Regions from separate parts of the Oryctolagus cuniculus genome. Here region 1 is linked to region 2. Evidence: chromatin contacts called from public Hi-C data. All regions are on one chromosome and are shown on one strand. The core of a region is the stretch at or near the end of the contact, and the rest is flanking DNA. Distances in the headings are between cores, read along the strand shown.

Evidence for each region. Hi-C and Micro-C count contacts between places; a contact is called where the count stands out from the background.
Region 1: a Hi-C map of an unstated tissue shows a contact between it and region 2, with 4 times the contacts expected there. The contact joins the promoter of EEF1A2 here to the promoter of SAMD10 in region 2. A contact is called at or near these places in 2 of 6 Hi-C or Micro-C datasets (ear pinna and an unstated tissue).

The regions. Positions count from the first base shown.
Region 1 is chr11:446,861-451,167 of mOryCun1.1, forward strand. It overlaps EEF1A2 (eukaryotic translation elongation factor 1 alpha 2), which reads left to right and starts at 2,198. Exons shown (of 8, transcript NM_001082031.1): 1 at 2,198-2,208; 2 at 3,191-3,347. The coding sequence starts at 3,204.
Region 2 is chr11:201,523-205,785 of mOryCun1.1, forward strand. SAMD10 (sterile alpha motif domain containing 10) reads left to right here and starts at 2,893. Exons shown (of 7, transcript XR_011379803.1): 1 at 2,893-3,062. PRPF6 (pre-mRNA processing factor 6) reads right to left here. Exons shown (of 21, transcript XM_070051571.1): 2 at 135-303.

The DNA of each region.
Region 1 (4,307 bases), core at 948-3,447, 240 kb after region 2:
AGGGGCTTGTGAATGAGCCTGGGATGGGAGGGGGCTGAGGTGGGCGGGGCCTGTGCCTCTTCCTCCCGTCCTGCTCCCAGGAGCAGCCCTGGTGGGCTGAGCTCACCTCTTCTCCCATCGCCCCCTCCCTGTGTCTGCTACCTGGCCAGGACCACTGACCGGGACCAGTGACTGACCAGGGCCAGTGACCAGGACTAGTGACTGACCAGGCCAGTGACCAGGGCCAGTGACCCAGATCAGTGACCAGGGCAGGCGACCAGGGCCAGTGACTGGCGTGGCTGGGGCTCCTGGGAGCCTGTGATGTGCTCTCAGGGCACTGAGCGCCCCAGATCCCCAGGCCCTGCTCGGTATTGGTCTCAGTCTGCCCTTGTCTCAGATCCGGGGCCGGGGAGCTCAAGGTAGGGGTGCTGGCGGCGCAGCCCCTGGGGGAGGCAGAGGGGCAGTGAGGGAGCCCCCTCCCCAGGCCTATTCACAGCAGCTGGCTCCACCCCCGCCCGCCACAGGTCTGGGGGACTCTCCAGCCACAGCCACAACTCTCCACGGAGGACGCTGATGGGGGTCAGTATCCAGGGGTCAGTACTGAGGTCAGCACCGAGTGGTTGCTCAGTGCTGGCCAGTGGGCAGCTGCCTGCTCTCGCTCCGTGGTGCTGGCTGCTCAGTACTTCCAGTACCAGCAGCTACCTGGTACTGTTGCTGGGTCATCGTGCAGGGTGATTACCCGACCCAGACCATGCTCTGTGAATCCCAGAGCGGAGACACACCGTGGAGGGCGGCAGCTCGGCTTGCTCAAGCTCCAGGCTGTGGGCTGCCCCCTGAGGGGAGGCGGGGACCTCACATCTGAGCCCCCAGCCTTAGCCAATCGCAGCGCCCGCAGCAAGCTGGCCTCTGCATGCTGGCCCCGCCCCCACACAGGCGGGGAGGCATTAAATATAGAGACCAGCTGGGGAGGAGGGGCTGGTGTTTTCTAGCCAGGCTTTTATTTTTAAGTCCTGGCTCCTGTTTGACCGCATCAGCAGCGCCCGGAAGTGCTGGGTCATCCCCGAGGCCCTCCCTGCCTCTCCTCCTCTGCATCCCTGGCCATGGGGTCAGGGGTCCCTGGACTTGCGGTCTGCAAACACAGGGGCAGCCCCCAGGAGGGCCTGCCACTGTCCGGGGGCCCCACCCGACTGTCCTCCCCGCGGCCAGCCACGGGCATCACCCCAGTAGCAGGTGCAGGGGCCCCCACCTGGTGCCGCCCCTGGCCAGTCCCAGGGGACCCCGCCGGCCACGGGAACAGGCAGAGGGCTGTTGGCATCCACCTCTCCTCCCCCCAGACCCTGCAGACCAAGGCCTGAGCCGGGGGGGGGGGGGGCGGACAGCAGGGGAGCAAAGCCTGGGGACGTGATGAGGACAGGGGCTGCGAGAGGCCCCCACCGTGACTCGCACCACATCCACGCTGCCTGCCCCCCGCCTGGAGCCTCGGGAGCTGTCCAACCTTAGGGACTCTCCCTCCCAGCAGGAGGCCCTCTGAAATCAGCAAGCAAGGGCTTGGCTCAGCCAGGGGAGGCCGTGGGCTGGGGGCTGGCTCCCTTAGGACCCCGGGCTGTGGCTGTTTCCCCAAAGCCCACTCTGCCCCACACCTGTCACCGATGTGAGTGGGTGCTGGGAGCGGCCAGGAGCAGGGGACAGAGGCTCCCCCCGGGGCCTCACGGGCCTGCTGTGGGCAGGGTCCCACCCAGAGGGGCTGCACAGGCTCATGAGGCCAGACCTGGAGCGCCCCCCCCCCCCGCCCCACTGGGACACAGACCAGGACTTGGGCTTGCTTCAGGCCTGCTCGCCTGCCCGTCCCTCCTCACCTGCAGACTCCTGCCCTGCTGTGCCCGCTCATCCGGGCCTCCATCTGCCCAGAGGCCGCGACCCCCCCTCCCCCGCCCCGCCGCGGTGTCAGCCAGGGTCTCTGTCTATGTCCCGGTACCCATCCCCCGCCGCCTCGCCGCATCCCGCGCTCTCCCTCCATCGCTGGTGCTCGCTCCCTCCCCCCGCCTCCCGCGCGCCCGCTCCCGCGCGCCCCTGGGCTCGCCCCGGCTGCGCCCGCCCGCGCGCGCCGCATTGCCGTACTGCAGGGCGCGGTGCATTGCGCCCGCACCGTCAATAGGTGGACCCCTCCCGGAGACATAAAACCGCCGGCGCCGGCGCCGCCAGTCCCTCTGGCTGAGACCTCGGCTCCGGGTAAGGACGTTCGGCTTCCGGGGCCCGCCCCAGGCCCGGCTTTTCGCCGAGGGACCTCTCCCCGGAGACCGGCCCGGGGCGCAGAGCGGAGCCGCTCTGTGCGCCTGGCGACGCCCCGCCGCTCGGCCGGGGCTGTGGCCGACCCCCGTGCCGGGGTCGGTCCCTGCGGGCAGGCGGGTGGGGAGGGGACCGAGGCGCTCTGGTGTGCAAGGCGGCGGCTCCGGGGGGCTACGCCGCCCAGCCGCCGTGACCTTGGGCCGCCCGGGCCCTGCGGGTTTGGGGAGGGTTGCAGCGAGCTGTCGGGGGTGGGGGCGGTCTGGCCTGTGCCGGTGCGGGGCAGTCTGGGGAGGACAAGAAGGGAGCTTTTCCAGGTCCCTGGCCGGTGTTCCCACCCCCAGGGTGCCGCAGCCTCTGTCTTCCCCTCCCCCAGTCTCCTGGCCTCTGGGGTCAGCAGTGGTGTGGAGGGATTCTCCTTGACCTCCAGGATGGGCAGGCGCTGAACCCCAGATTCTGGACCAGAGGGAAGAGGGGAGCACAGGGTGCCCGGCCGCTGAGCTGGCTGGCGGGAGCCTCCCCCCCAGCTGGAGCAGGGACCCCCTCCGGCCCTGCTGTCTGTCCCCTGGGGGCTGTCTGATGTCTGGGGGAGTCCCTAGCCAGGCACCACATGGGGCCTGCGTCCCCCCTGCCAGCCCGCGGGCAGGGACAGCGGAAGATGGCGCACTGACCGCCTCTCCAGCAGGTGGGGGCGGGGCGCTTGTCCCTGGCCCTGCGGCGGCTGGGGGGCCGGCAGGGTGACTCATCACCCGGCTGCACTGGTCCTGGGCTCCCCGGCACGGTGCCCCTTGTCTTCCAGGTGGGGGCTTTGCAAGGAGCAGGGGCGGGGGCTGCAGCAGACGGAGGCAGGGGCGGGGGCGGGGGCTCAGCTGGGGCAGGCCCAGGTGGGGGCTGGGGGCTCCTCCCTGAGCCACCCCCTCCCCAGCAGAGCCCCCGGCAGAATGGGCAAGGAGAAGACGCACATCAACATCGTGGTCATCGGCCATGTGGACTCGGGCAAGTCCACCACCACCGGCCACCTCATCTACAAGTGCGGGGGCATCGACAAGAGGACCATCGAGAAGTTTGAAAAGGAGGCGGCCGAGGTGAGCCTGGGCCCCAGCTGCCCCCCAGAGGCCCGCCCCCGCGTGGGGCTGAGGCAGCGCCCCCTGAGGACCCAGGGAGGGGGCAGGGCGGCCTCAGCTGCCAGGTCCCTGTTGGGGAGGGGCGGGCCTGCCCTGCAGGGGTCCACAGAGGGTTCCAGAGCCCTCTCCTTGCCCCCAGGGCAGAGGCTGGGGCTGGAGGTGGCACTGCCCTCACTTGTCCCGGGGCCTGGCCAGGCGCAGCTGCTATTAATAGCGGGACGACGGGCAGGCGGCCCAGCGCCGCTCTCTCCTACTGACCTGCTAGGGCCGCGTGTCCAGGAGGACGGCCCTCAGCTGACCTTGCCTCTTTCCTGGCTGAGACCCGTGGGTGGGCCGTGGCCCCGGCCCCCACCCCCAGCTCTGGGAGACACTGTGTGCGTGCGGCAGAGCCTGGGCTGGGCCCCTGGGAGGGGGGGAAGGGGTGCTCTGAGCCGCAGCCGGTGCCGGCTCAGCCCTGGGTGGGCAGCCCTCCTGCCCGAGCCCGGCCCGGCTGGACAGCACCTGCACCTCAAGCTGCAGCCCTGGCCTAGGCTGTGGGGGTCTCCCAGGTGCTTGCCAGCTGCGCCCGGCCCAGCTCCCCGGGGAGGCGAGAAGAGGAGGCGGAGCCTCACAGGCAGTGGAAAGAGCTGGAAATTTCCCAAGATTTTTTTCTGTTTATAAATAACAGAGGGGCTATTGATTTGGCAGCCGACACCCAGTGCGGTGCCTCTGGGTGACCCAGAGTCTGAGGGTGTCACCGACCTCAGATGAGGGGCCCCCCACCCTGGGAGTGGATTCATCCTGACGGCCTCCTTCGGGGAAGACAGCTCCCGGGCCCTCACGCCACCTGCTGGTGGACATGTGAACTGCTGCAGGGAGGACTGGGGACCCCTGCTCTCAGGGGCTGCTCCCCGGTCCAGGGCAGCCCGGGCACTGCGCAGG
Region 2 (4,263 bases), core at 1,643-4,142:
GCACCGCGCCAAAGCGACAGGGCGCGAAGACCCTGGGCGAGGATGCGCCTTCCAAAGGCGCTTCCCTCCCCACGCCACACCGAAGACGTCTGTGGGCGGCTGGGGACCCGCAGACCGCCCGGCCGCACACGCACCTCGTCGTAGTTGGTGTCGTTCAGGTCCTCGTCGTCATCGTCGGCAGCCTGGTTCTTCTTCATCTGGTCCCCAACGGTCCTCTTGCCGGGGGGTGCATGGCGATCGTCCACGGGGTCGTTGGCGTCCCGGGCAGGTCCGATGTCCGACCGGGTGGTGAAGCCGGTAGCCCTGCGGCAGACCAAGGCGCCGTCAGCCGGCTCCTGCACCTGCCCCTGGAAGCCCCCAGCGCCCAGGTCTCCACCCAGGCTTCTCCGCTCCACAGCCACGCAGGCCCACAGACCCAGCCTGGCCCAGCCAGGCCCCTCTCTGGGTGCAACCGGCAGCTGCCCAGGCTGTGAACCCAGCACCAGGGCAGGCACCGCTCCTCCCCAGGCCGCGACACCCACCACCGCCGGTAACCGCCTGCAACTCCTGCCGACGCGGCTCTGAGCAGGGCAGCCCTTCTTTTATTTATTTACTTGAAAGGCAGAGTTACAGAGAGCGAGGAAGACGGAGACAGCTTCCATCCGCTGGCTCACTCCCCAGACGGCTGCAGCGGCCGGGGGCCTCCTCCGGGTCTCCCACCCGGCTGGCGGGGGCCCACACACTTCTTCCACTGCCTTTCCCAGGCCGACCCCAAGCCGTCTCCTGAGGCCGGCCCGCGCCCAGCGCACGCTCCAGTGTCCCCAGCTCCCCAGCCCTGGCACGCGAGGCTCCCGCGTCCCCCCTGCGGCACCGCCCGCACGCCCCAGCCCGCCCCCTGCCCTGCCGCATCTCCCCGGCCCCCGGAGCGTCCCAGGGTCCCGGGGGTCCCGCGGCTCCGCCCTGCTCCTCCCACCCCGCACGTCCCCACGCCCTCCCCAAGCACCAACAACACAGGAGTGGGCGGCCGTTCACGGCGGTCACCTCCCTTCAGGCGCAGGCACCAGCCCCACGGGGACCCGCTCCCCGTTCGTCCCCGCCGGCCGAAGCCCTCCTCTCGCCCAGTCCCAGTCCAGCCCCGGCCTCTCCGCCCCCGGCCCGGCCGCAGGCCTCACCCCCGGCCCAGCCCCGGCACGTAGCCGAGCGGGGCGGGCATGCCCAGGAACGGCTTCTTCTTCTTGTTCATGGCGGTGAGGAGAAGACGCGAAGCCGCAGCCTGAGCCTCCGAGACGAGCCCGCCACAGCGCTGTCGTCGCGAAGGGTCGCAGGCGTCGCGTCACCCGCGCCCCGGAAGCAGAGCGCGCAGTCCGCCCGAGGCTCCGCCCACCCCGGGCTCCCGGGCGGAAGCTGCGGAGCGGGTACCGCCCACTTCCGGCCCGCCGGGCAAGGGAGCCGGAGCGCCCCCTGGTGGAGCGGCGGGGCCGCGCCCTCCCGCGCGCTCGGTGGCGCTCCCGGAACCTCCCCGTGCGGGCCGAGCCGCGCGCGTGTGGACCTGGGCGCCGGCGGACTGCAACCCCGCACGCCCCGGCGGCACCCTGGCCGTTCCTGGGAGGGCTGGAGCCGCCGCGTCCGCAGCTCCTGAGAGCCAGTGGCCGAAGACCGATGGGTCCCGCGTTGTGTCGCGGGGGGCTGACTGGTCCCGCCGCCCAGGTCCCACGCAGGGCGCCGCTTGCGGGCCCAGGGGCTCTACTGCTCTCCCGGCTGCCTGCCACGGCTCCGGGGAAGGCGGGCGACGATGCCTGAGCTGGCCCTCGCCTGGACCTAGCCCTGGTAGCGGTTTGGGGGGCGAATCGGTGGGTGGGAGATCTCTCGCCCTGTGCCCTCCGTCAATCATCTCAGGACAGAAATGAGCGCGGCGGACGCGGGTGCCGTGCGGGGGGCCTGTCACTGGGCACGCACTCCTTTGTTTTTCTGAAAGGCGGAGTGACAGAGCTGCCAGGCGCGCCCCAAATGGCCACGAGGACCAGGGCTGCGCTGGGCTGAAGCCGGGAGCTGGGAGCTCCACCGGGTCTCCCTTGTGGATGCCAGAGGCCCCGCACTTGCGCCATCCTCTGCGGCCTCCCAAGTGCACTGGCAGGGAGCTGGATCGGAAGCGGGAGTAGCCAGGGCTGGAATCAGGCCGCCCCTGCCCACTGGGCCAGCCCGGAGCTCCACGCAGGCCTCACTCCCGGGGGCAGGGACCCCGTGACTCGAGGTCCCCACTGCCTCCCAGGACACGCAGGCCGGTGGAGGACCGGGTGCTGCACCTGCGATTCTGCAGCCCCCACAGGGCCCAGGCAAGGCAGAAAGCTCAGCCACTCGCAAGCCTCGTTTTCCTCACAGCTCAGGCCAAAGACCCCTGTGCCGGTCCCCAGCACCTCCAGCCAGGACCCTGGAGCAGGCGCCCCCGCTGCCCCACGGCCTCGGCCTCCTCGAGCCTCTCTCGCCCCTTGTGCGTTCTCGAGCCTGCACCTGCCAGCGCAGCTCCCCCACGGCTCGCGCTGGGACTGCAGGGCGAGGGGAGCTGCCTCCAGGCCAGCAGGAGTGGGGGATGGCAGGGGAGGGTCGCGCGGGCTTCTCTGGGAAGCAGGTGCCCATCTGAGGGAGAGGCCTAAGAAACCCGATTATATCAGCGGGGACGAGGGGGCCGGGGCCCCCTGCCTGGCCCCGGTCGGTCAAAGCCCCCGGAGAGGGCGACCCCGGCAGGTGCGCGGCGACTCGCGCCCCGAGAACACACACGCCAGGCACACGCGGCCCCGCGCGCGCCGCCCCACCTCGGAGCGCCTGGAGCGCGCTGCGCTCGGGCCGGCGGCAGGTGCCTCGCCGCGCAGACTCGCGGGCCGAACCGGCTCGGCGGGGCGGCCGGGCGGGGCGGGGCGGGGCGGCGCGCGCTCCCCGCCGGCCACACCGGCCGCCTGCGCGGCCAGGGGCGTGCGCGGGCGGCGCCGCGGGCCCCATGTTCGCCGAGCTGAGGGCCAACCGAAGCCCCCCGCGAGGCCGCGCCGCGGCTGTGCGCGCGGGCTTCGGGGAGCGCCGGGATGTGGACGGTGAGCGGGACGCGGGCGCGGGCGGGGGCCCCCTGGCCTGAGCGTGTCCCCACGGCCTCTGTGCTGCGCTGGGGGCGGCCGGCCTCCGCGGCGTGGGGTGGGCTGAGCCCGGCCGCGCCTGTCCCGCACCGGGGTCACCTTTCGGGAGGTACCCAGGCTGCAGCCCCGCTCCCCTGCCCCTCCCTCCTGGAACGGGACGTTGAGGCGGGGAGGGATCAACCCGCGCCGGGTGCCGGCAGGAAATGGGCGGGCCCCGCCGGCTCCGGGCAGATGCGGTTCCCGGGGCGCGGCGCCGAGCGCCCGGAGATCCTGGGAACCGGTCCCCGCCGCACCGGGCTCCCTCGGTGGCCGCAGTGGCCACACCCTTAAGTCTGGGCCTCTGAGGTTCCCAGGGTCGCCGGAGCCTTACGGGGTGCAAGACCGAGGGTTCCCCCATTGCTCAGCGCGAGACCAGGGCCAGCCCGGCCGCCGCAGGACCCGCCGGCTGTGTCGGGGGCGGGGCCCGGGGCGCCGCCTGTGCACCGCGACCTGACAGCAGCCGGGATCCCACCGGGATGGGAGAGGGTCCGCGGAGCCGCTGCCTGCCCCGGGGGTACCAGCACCGGGAAACAGGCTGAAGGAGCAGGGAGGAAGGGGCGTCACTGGGGTCTCTGGGCAATGGCTGCACCCCTGTGCTAAGCACCAGGTGCTGTCCTGGGCCCAGCTTGTGGTGCGGGAGGATTTGCCAGGGCAGGCCGTCAGGAGGGACATGGGGCAGGGCTGTGGACACAGTGTTTCGGGCCAGGGCGACTTCAGTGGGACCGTCTCCCTGCAAAGGCTGCCCAGCAGGCAGGGCCTGCCCTCTGCAAAGGCAGGTCCTGTGTGTGTGTGTGTGTGTGTGGGTCCCTTGTGTGTGCCCAGGTCCCATGTGTGTGCACAGGTCCCATGTGTGTGCACAGATCCCATATGTGTGTCTGCAGGTCCTGTGTGTGTGTGCGTCCTGTGTATGCACAGGTCCCATATGTGTGTCTGCAAGTCCTGTGTGTGTGCATGTGGGTCCCATGTGTGTGCCTGCAGGTCCCGTGTGTGTGCACACAGGTCCTGTGTGTGTGTGCACAGGTCCTGTGTGTGTGTGCATGTAGATCCAGTGTGTGTGTTTGCAGGTCCTATGTGTGTGCACAGGTCCCATATGCGTGCCTATAGGTCTCATGTGTGTGCACAG